Linked DNA regions of Mus musculus: region 2 is linked to region 1. A link is a contact called in public Hi-C data. All regions are on one chromosome and are shown on one strand. Each heading gives the region's core, a stretch centred on a gene start, on an enhancer-like site or on the middle of the called end of the contact. The rest is flanking DNA. Distances are from core to core; before and after follow the strand shown.

Region 1 (5,145 bases), core at 793-3,292:
ATGTAGAACTCCTAACTCCTTCTCCAGCGCCATGTCTGCCTGGACACCACCATGCTTCCTAGCATGCTCATAATGGACTGAACCTCTGAAACTGTAAGCCAGCACCGATTAAATGTTTCTCTTTATAAGTGTTGTCATGGTCATGGTGTCAGTTCATAACAACAAAACACAAACTAAGACATACTTTTGTTTGTTTCTTAGTTTTTGTTTTGTTTTGTTTTGTTTTGTTTTGTTTTGTTTTGTTTTGTTTTGTTTTGTTTTGTTTTGTTTTGTTTTGTTTTAGGAGACAGCAGCTTACTCCATAGCCAGGACCAGCCTCAGAGTTATGATCCTCTTGCTTCTGCCTTCTGAGTACTTGGGTTACAGGCATGCACCATCATTCCAGGCTCTTGAGTCTGTGCTTTTTAATCTCTGTTTGTTTACTATTTTACAGGGCTTGATAGAATTCTAATCATTCCTGCCCAATAAAATTATCAACTACTACATAGTTTCTAAGACTTAGATAAGCTCGTAGCATTGTCGTAAATTAAAATGATAGTTATTGTTATATAGGCATATTAACTATGTAAGTTTGTGTATATGTTCATGAATGTGTACATGCATATGAAGGGCAAAGACCAATATCAGCTGTTTTTCTCATTTACTCCCTTCCTTAATTTTTGAGACGAGGCGTCTCACCAAATCAAGAGTTCAATGATTTGACTAGACTGAATGGCCAGCAAGCTCCCTGGGATCCCCTATTCCTTCCTCCTGAGAGCAGAGAATACGGGTGTGCACCACACTATATCAATGCTGTTTGACATGGGTTCTAGGGATCAAACTCAAATCTTCATGTTTTCACTTCTGACACTACCAATATGTTCCCCACTCACAGGAGTGGCTGCAGGGACTCCTAACTGGTCAAAGTCTTCAGAACATGTGACTGAGTACTCAGCCATGGACAGTTCAGCCATTCTAACTTTTAGGAAATAGAACAGAAGAGAAGAAAAAAAAATCAAGACCTGGAGTAAGTGGTAGGGCATTGTGGAATGCAGATTCCTGGGTGCTATATGACCATTGAAGATTTTTTTTTTGAAAACTTAGATTTTATTCTCTTTATTGAAGGGAGGGGGATATGTGTTCCAGAGCATACATGTGGAGGTCAGAGGGCAAGTTGTGGGAGTCAATTCTTTCTTTCTACTTTATGGGTTCCAGGTATTAATCTCAGGTCATTAAGCCATGTGGCAGGCGGCTCTACCCACCAAAGTATCTTGTGGGCACATATCATTGCACTCTTAAACTCAACAGCAATAGGAGTACCCTCACAGTACTTCCAAAAGATTGGGCTGCCAACATTTCCGCACAGAGTAGAGAGGCGTACATGAATTGCCTGAGGATCTATAAGCAGTTAATGCCTCTGGAAAGGGAGAGATATTTTCTTCAATGATATAGCCACTGGTAAGATGTCTATGCGCCTGTAAACAACCTTCCCACCTATGCTCCTGTAAGTAACACAGTTGAAACTCACTGAGTCACTGAAACAAACAACAAATCCAAAAAGACATGATAGTAGTAGAGCAACTAGCTGGGAAGAGAATCAGAGGGTAGATATGATTAAAATACATTATAGACTTGTACCAGAATAGAACAATGGAACAATGAAATCACTTCATGGGTACAATTTATATATATATATATATATATATATATATATATATATATATATATATATATATATATATATATATATATCCACTAAGAGAAACAGAAATAGAAACAACTTTATAAAATATCCCATGCCCTTAGAAATGACTATCTCTAATTAGAATTCTCTATCTTTAGTCTGACTAGAAGAGAAATCACAAACACTCTTTCTTTGATTTCCCCCAAAGAAGTGCACTTTTAATTTCATTCCATCCAGTAACTGGTATAACATGCTGTTCATTCCTATTATAAACTCAAGAAAGCAAGAAACCATTCTTTTGATTTCCTCATAGGTTTACCCCAGCCACAAAATAGGATCTTTGTCTGGCCTCCCTCTGCAGGCACGCCCTCCAAAAAGAGGATATTTAGCTGGCTGTAAGAGACAGGGCTCCTGCCCCTTTGACCACATGAACCTCAAGAAAACAACTCTTGCATTAAAGACCAAGAAATTGGAATCCTGTCTCTCTGCCTGTGGCTGCATGTAGCCAGCTGGCACCCTTGAAGGTCTGAAGCATCTCTCTGTAGATGAACTCTATCTGCAGGTAAGTTCCAAAGTGAAGCAGGATTTAGAAAGGAAATCATGAGATTTTTGTCTTTGGGTCCGAGCCATGTGCACCTATAAAGATAGAGGAATGCAGTGAATTGGGTTTTCTTCATAACCCTCCAGGCAGTTTCTAGGGAATGAAGATTCTAATAAAGTAAGAAACAAGCTTCAAGGAACTTAGAGTGGCATAGAGTTTCCATATGTTCTGCATCTACTTCTGTGACATTATTAAGCTATCAGGTTATAGCCTTTATCTCTATTTGTAGGCTGTGCCATACAAAAATAGAACCTTGGTTTGTCCTGTAGTCTCAGAAACCAGCAAACCCCATAGGTGCTAGTATGTGCTCCTATACTCAGGCGAAGCAAGGCACACAGAATGTTTACTCGGTCTGACTTTTGAACAGGACCTCATTTTGAAAATCAACACCTATAATTTGTTTGGAGTCTGTAAGCTGATTGCTAGCACAGAATGTTCAGTTCTCATGTTCTCCAGTTCTTTTTCACAAGCTTCTAAATAAAAATGTTTTCTTTCTTACTTGCTGTTTTTACTTTCTGGGTGGGGTGTAGAGGCCCTTCCTGTATCTGCTTAAAAAGGAACTTTCCAAATTAGTCTGTCCTATAAATGTACTTTGCTTCCTGCCATACTTGAGTGAGAGTGGGAAGAAACAGGTTCAAGCAGGCTAAATGAATTGTAAAATCCACAGAGTGCATACAACACACCAGGGTCTTATTCAAATGGAGATTCCTGCTTAGGGTGTGAAGTTGTGATTTTACATTACAAAATACTCCCAAAAGTTTTTATGTATCTGACAAAAAAATCATCCTTTGAGTAAGAGGGAAGAGGATGGTTTACTTCACAAATATTCAACACTTTTTAATTATAATACATGCCAAGCACTGGGTTGGGAAACTAATTAGGAATATAACAATATTTACCCTTAAAAGGCCCACAGCTGGGAATGGAGAGATGGCTCAAGTGTTAGAAGTACCAGATCTTTCCAGAGGACCCAGGTTTGATTTCTAGCACCCACATAACAGCTAACAACTGTTTGTAACTCCATTTCAGGATAATGTGATGCCCTCTTCGGGATTTCTTAAGCCTGGGGCAGCAGATGGTGCATATAAATACAGGCAAGACATATAAAATAAAGTAAATTTTTAAAGTCCCCAGTCTAATGTGGAAGCCAACATAACAAATTCTGTGTAAATTCTGTGATCATCATGAGCATAAGAAGATGAATTGTCATTGCATACACTAGCAAGATTGTGCTGATAGGACCCTGATATAGCTGTCTCTAGTGAGACTACGCTGGGGCCTAGCAAACACATAAGTGGATGCTCACAGACAGCTATTGGATGGATCACAGGGCCCCCAATGGAGGAGCTAGAGAAAGTAACCAATGAGCTAAAGAGATCTGCAACCCTGTAGGTGCAACAACATTATGAACTAACCAGTACCCCGGAGCTCTTGACTCTAGCTGCATATGTATCAAAAGATGGCCTAGTAAGCCATCACTGGAAAGAGAGGCCCATTGGACACGCAAGCTTTATATGCCCCAGTACAGGGGAACGCCAGGGCCAAAAAGTGGGAATGGGTGGGTAGGGGAGTGGGGGGGGGGATATGGGGGACTTTTGGGATAGCATTGGAAATGTAAATGAGGAAAATACCTAATTAAAAAAAAGAAGATGAATTGTAGATTGAGATGAGAAATTTGAACGTATACCTCACCAAAGAAGATACAGAGAAGGCAATTAAGCCGCTTAAAGGTGGCCAGGACCACATATCGTGATGGAATTTAAAGTGTAAACAGCCATGAGACATTATCACTAAACATTAGCATGGTGATATTCCAAAACATGACATCACATGTTAGCTAGGAAGCTGGTAGGAATACAAAGTGGTAAAGCTATCATAGCGAGCCATCATAGTGATTATTACAAAAGTAAACACACCTCCAGGCCAACAGTCATCTCCCTTGACTTTTATCCAAATAAAATGAGAGTTCCTTCCTATATAAAGACTTACACACAAATGTTTATAGCACTTCATAATTACCAAAACTTGGAAGCAACTGAGAATTCCTTCAGAAGGAAAATGAATAAACTCTAAGATGTCCCGGCAATGAAATGTTATTCATCCCTGAGAAGAAATAAACTATTAAGCTATGGAAAAACATGAAGGAACACATTACCGCATCAAAGAAGCCAGTATGAAAAGGATACATAAGATATAACTCCAACTATTCTGGAAAATGCAAAGCAATAGATACAATTCATAGATGACACACTCTCAAGGAGTTAAGAGAACAGAAAGGGTAAAGACGTGGAGCATGAGACAGTGTCCAGGAGGAGACATAGCAGGGTTGCTCTGTAGGTTGCCCTAGCAATGTGTACAAGTGAAAATCATAAAAACGACAGCACCAAGAATATATACCCTAAGACAAACTAGAGACATAGGTTGGTAATGACATCTCACCTTTGGTTCTCATTCGATTAAAATTCTCCTATCCTACAGGTTGTTGGGGGCAGAGGGGAGGGCATGCAGCTGAGAATATTGCAGAAAAGAGCACATGGAAAATGTTAGTGTTTTCTTCTTAATATTTCTCGGCTAAAAATTAACTTTTAATTATTTTAATTCTTTTTATATATTTTAATGAAATTTTTTCATAAAATATATTCTGATCATAGTTTCCCCTCCCCAAATGCCTCCTCCAAAATTTTCCCCACCTGCCCAATTCTACACCCTTTCTTTCTTTATTTCTCTAGAAAACAAATAGGAAAACAAAACGGAATAAAAAATTTTAGAAAAGAACCCCAAGAAACAAACACACATACAACACACATGTGCACATGCACGCACAAGCGAACAAAATCCATTATAAAGATCATTAGCTATAATATACAAACAAAAGACCACT
Region 2 (5,145 bases), core at 1,720-4,219, 410 kb before region 1:
TTAGTGAATTAATACTGCTTCATTTTTGTTATTTACTATTATATATTTATCTTTATAAATAGGTAAATAATATATACTATGGAATAATAAGATATATCAAATTATATGTTAATGATATATTTTAAATTATAGAAAATAACTTTTTGATATTACTGACTTACAATTGAAATACAGTTTTTCATATAACTTCTAACAGATAGGAAAAGCCCATATTCTGGTCTTCCCTTCATGTTTTATATCCTTCCCTCCCTCTCCCCACTCCTCCTGTTGCTGCTGCTTCTGCTGCTTCTGCTTCTGCTTCTGCTTCTGCTGCTTCTGCTTCTTCTTCTTCTTCTTCTTCTTCTTCTTCTTCTTCTTCCTCTTCTTCTTCTTCTTCTTCTTCTTCTTCTCCTTCTCCTTCTCCTTCTCCTTCTCCTTCTCCTTCTCCTTCTCCTTCTCCTTCTCCTTCTCCTTCTCCTTCTCCTTCTCCTTCTCCTTCTCCTTCTCCTTCTCCTTCTCCTTCTCCTTCTCCTTCTCCTTCTCCTTCTTCTCCTCCTCCTTCTTCTTCTTCTCCTCCTTCTTCTCCTCCTCCTTCTCCTTCTCCTTCTTCTTCCTCTTCTTCCTCCTCCTCCTCCTCCCCCTCCTCCTTCTTAATTTTTCTTCTTCTTCTCCCCCCTCTCTCTCTTCCATTTTTTTCCTCTGAGGCAAATTCTAACTGTGTAGCCTTGGTTAGTCTATGTATATTAGGCTGGTATTGAACTTGTGGCCTCCACAGTATCAGGATACTAGATACATGGAGCCAGACTCATACTGATTTTTAGGCTAATCATAATTCCTTGTGATCATGGTGCTTATACAAAAATACAGTGGGTCTATGAGTGTCATTTTGAAATTCTCTTTCGATGCCAGTGACTAAGGAGAGCAGGTTGGTTGAGAGGATTCAAATGTCAGCTTTCAGAAAGTTGAAATTCATACAGGAAACCACAAAACATAGCCAGGAAATGGACCTAGGAAAGAATGTTTGAGGGAAGTTGTAGATAATGACTCGGAGATACTTTTGTCCCCTTTGAACAGAGACAAGCAAAGTGATACAGTAGAGTATGGCTTGAGAAATCCTTCTCTCAACTTTGTCCTACTCTGCCAACCCCCAGCACACGTGCTTCTGCCTGGACAGTGCTACTTTCTGATATTCAGAGTATTTCCAGTGAGGACACAGGAGAAACAACACATCTTAATTGTTAATTGTTTCCCACGGCATGAGGATGTTCTAGCAGGCCATCTACTCTGTTCACTGCCACAGATTCAGTAGCTGGCCTGATATGTGCTCTCCTTTGATCTTTTTTTTTTCACAGAAAGGAAAGTATTTATTATTTCTGTAATATTCATTGGTAAGCTCAGGCTCAATGGTTTGATGTTTGGTCAATAATCTGGTTAAGTTAGAAAGAATGATGGACAGTGAAAATGGAGGCAAGAGCCCTGGGCTCCAAGACTAGAAATTGGTCTTACTAAGTTTAACATTTGTAGCACTAAGGTGCTTTTATTCCTTGCTTATTGAAATTAGTCATTAAAAATTACTCATTGTCTTGACTGCATGGAGAACTTGTTTCATAGCCTCTATTTTTCTATCAAATCTCTAACCAGTTAACACTTTTTGATTCTTTGCTAAGGTAGTCTCTGACTTTTAGGTACCCAGTGAAGATTTTCTGTGTTTTTCTTTTGCCGGTAGCGTGTCCTGCAGGATCTTTTAGGTGCTCCTCCGGTTTGTGTGTCCCTCAGGCCCAGCGTTGTGACGGAGTGAATGACTGTTTCGACGAAAGTGATGAACTTTTCTGTGGTAGGTGTAATACAATTTCATTATGAATATATAACTTCTTGGAATCATTGCTGCTGCTGGTTGACCCCAGTCTTTGTAGATGCTGCATGTCTGTCCCTAGCTATCCTGAAACTCAATGGCTTAATTAACCCCATCATTTATTCTTGACCATGTATTCATGGTTGCATAGGCTCTCCTTAGCTGAGTGGCTCAGGCTCAAGCAATGGGTTGTTCTGTGCTAAGCTCCTTCCAGGTTGGCGTCATGGCTATTCTTTATGGCCCGGTCTTTCATGGAGTCAAGGAGCTAATAGAAACAAAAGCAAGGAAAAGTAAACATCAACACCTGGCTTCCAATAAGGGCTGGCCTTGCAAAACTTATATCATATTCTGTTGCTCCAAAGAAGTCGAATGGCTAAGCCCATGTTCAAGAGAGAGGTAAAATTATTTTGTATACCTTGAGGTCATGTCGTGGCATATTCTCACTATAGGGAGTAATGTCTTGTGGCTAATGACCTAACCTACCACAACTGGGTGTAAACACAAAGATCCTATACCTTAAGGAGCTCAGAATCTGAAGGAAGTTCAGTTCAGTGTGGTTGCTGATACAACACAGGTGTCGTGAACAAACTAGACAACTGTTTAGTTGATTTATTTTTTCTGTTACAGTTACTTCCTTTTTATTGAAAAAGCTTTCTTTTTCATGCAATATATTCTGGTTCAGGTTTCTCCTTCCCATGCTCCTCTGAGAGCGTCATCATCTTTCTCTACCCATCCAACTCCACCATTTTTCTTTTTCTCTCTTGAGAAAATAAGTAACCAATCAAGCAAAACTTAATAAACAAATGAAAAGAAAAACACACACACACACACACACACACACACACACACACACACACACAGAGAGAGAGAGAGAGAGAGAGAGAGAGAGAGAGAGAGAGAAAGCCCCAAATCTATAAAAACACAAAACTGGAAACCTTAATATACAATCAAAAGACAAGTAAGATTACAAAGAGAGAGAGAGAGAGAGAGAGAGAGAGTAAAAAAGGAAAGAAAAATGCCAATCAAAGCAATATGGGACTAACATTTATAAAAATACTATTGAGCTGGTTCTGTGTTGTCTATCTACTACTGCTTGGCACGGGGCCTGCCCTTAAGTGTGGTCTAATGTTTCCTTTGCAAGCAGATGTCAGTTGGAGATAGCTTCCTGTTTAGTTCATGTCCACTTCCCTTTCTGAGTGCTGGGTTCTGGTCTGCTTTGACCCTATGGAGAGCCTGTACGTGCTGCCACAGTCTCTGTGGGTTCATATGTGCATCAGTCCTGTCCTTTCTGGAAGACACCATTTCCTTAGAGTCCTCTGGATCTTAGAGGCTTTCTGACTCATCTTCTTCATACACATTGACTGCTGGTAACAACTAAGGGATGGAAACAGGATACTCCTAATCTAGACAGATAATATAGATCATAATTTTCATTGTTATTTGCAACCTACTCCTGTATCGATTTCTAGTTTATAGGACAACAGGAAGATAGTTTAAGGGCAATATAAAGTTATTGGCAATAGTTTTTTAAATACTCTTGTAACAAAAATGGTATGTAATCTTTCCATATCTTTGGGGAAACATTTCATTTAATATAATACAGCTATGTAAAATTATATTCATAAAATGACCTCTGCATCTACAACTGTGTATGTGTGGGTGTGATACTGGGATCAAGCCTAGTGTCTTGCATGTGCTAGGCAAATACCCTAGCCCTGAACTACATCCCTAATCCCTTTGTACATTTTCAAATTTACAAAACAAAATAAAATCATCTTAATTTATGGCTCATTAGCAATCTAAATCTATAAAATCTTTGATTTCTTAAGAAAATAGATGCTGACAATTTTAGTGATTGAAGGTTTTTTTTTTCCATTACTGTTCTTTGCTCTGATGCCCCAGATGAAAGCTATTGGCATTCTTTTATAATAAGGACTAGTGATTGGTATCATTGTATTCCATTGCATCTTTTCCGGAGCCATTCTGTGGATGTTAACTAGGTACCTTTTGGCAACAACCAAGTGCTTTAAGGCAGTAGTGTACTCCACTCACCCTTTGAGGGGTGGGGACAGGGACTGAGTAACACAAGAAATACACTGGTAAACAAAAAAAAAAAAAGACAGTAAAACTGAAAAATTTCACAATCTAGAGATCACAGAGAAACCTTCCTTTCAGACGATGCTTTGCTGGTATACTATGTATGCCATAGATGTAAAGGTGATTCAAGAAGTCTGTCAAAGAAACAGTCGTTTTTAGGGTATATATCCATCAGAGTAAAACAAGTTTAAAGTGGTTTCACATGTGGGCTACGAGTCTGATATCCTTTAAGGTCTCACCTTCATTAATTAATCCACCAAGGTTTTTGTGAGCATCTAATATTTTTTGGTCAGGGACCTGAGGTAGAGAGATGAGTGAGACAAAATCCCCCATTTCAGCCCACTACACCTTTCTCAGGAGGGTAGGCAAGTTCAACTCAGATAACAGGTGATGCGAATTATTTTTCTTTAAAAAAAAAAATTAGTGATGCCAGGTGTCTTAGTTAGAGTTTTACTGCTGTGAACAGACACCGTGACCAAGGCAACTCTTATAAGGACAACATTTAAGTAGGGCTGGCTTACAGGCACAGAGGTTTAGTTCATTAACACCAAGGTGGGAACACATGGCAGTACCAGGGAGGCATGGTGCAGGCAGAGCTGAGAGTTCTACATCTTCATCTCAAGACTTCTAGGAAGACTGGCTTCAAGGCCACTAGAGTGAGGGTCTTAAGCCCATGACCACAGTGATACACCTACTCTAACAAGGCCCAACCTCCTAATAGTGCCACTCCCTGGGCCAAGCATATACAAACCATCATACCAGGCATGGTGGAGCAGATCTTTAACCCAAGCACACAGAAGGCAGAAGCAGGTGGATCTCTTTGAGGTCAGCTAGGATTACACAGTGAGAGCTTGTCTCAAAAAATAAGAGAAAACATGATTATTTATGATGCAATGAGTTGAAGTTACATAAACCACCAGATTTAAACACATTGACACCATAGCAAAACCAAGATCCGATAGGAATTTCATCAGAGTAAGGAATTATACTAGCCATCCCCTTTCTTCCTGGGATTTATTACTTGAAGGTAGACACATTCTATCACGCTTTTGTATTTTCCGTGATAATGTTCATACCTTTAGAGGGGTACTGTTGGCCATCAGAGAACCCAGCTGATGCCCTGTTGTTCATGACCTTTCTGCCTTTCACCACAGTGACTGTAAAACCTGCCTGCAACAGCAGCAGCTTCCGGCAGCATGGCCCTCTGGTCTGTGATG

The links. Hi-C and Micro-C count contacts between places; a contact is called where the count stands out from the background.
Region 2: a Hi-C map of bone marrow-derived macrophages shows a contact between it and region 1, with 18 read pairs. The contact joins two enhancer-like sites. A contact is called at or near these places in 1 of 484 Hi-C or Micro-C datasets (bone marrow-derived macrophages), 1 of 115 datasets of contacts at active chromatin or transcription factors (stem cell-derived neural progenitor cells) and 2 of 9 other capture datasets (embryonic stem cells and liver).

What each region holds. Positions count from the first base shown.
Region 1 is chr16:45,254,683-45,259,827 of GRCm38.p6, reverse strand. No RefSeq gene overlaps it. Among named protein-coding and RNA genes, the nearest start is that of Btla, 33 kb to the right of the region's middle. Within about 2 kb of position 2,042, at least 30 of the 459 cell types and tissues checked have an H3K27ac peak or open chromatin away from gene starts, as enhancers often do. A contact at or near this core is called in bone marrow-derived macrophages, where this site is marked.
Region 2 is chr16:45,664,220-45,669,364 of GRCm38.p6, reverse strand. Tmprss7 (transmembrane serine protease 7) reads left to right here. Exons shown (of 18, transcript NM_172455.3): 12 at 1,706-1,813; 13 at 5,083-5,145. Among named protein-coding and RNA genes, the nearest start is that of BC016579, 13 kb to the right of the region's middle. Within about 2 kb of position 2,969, at least 33 of the 459 cell types and tissues checked have an H3K27ac peak or open chromatin away from gene starts, as enhancers often do. A contact at or near this core is called in bone marrow-derived macrophages, where this site is marked.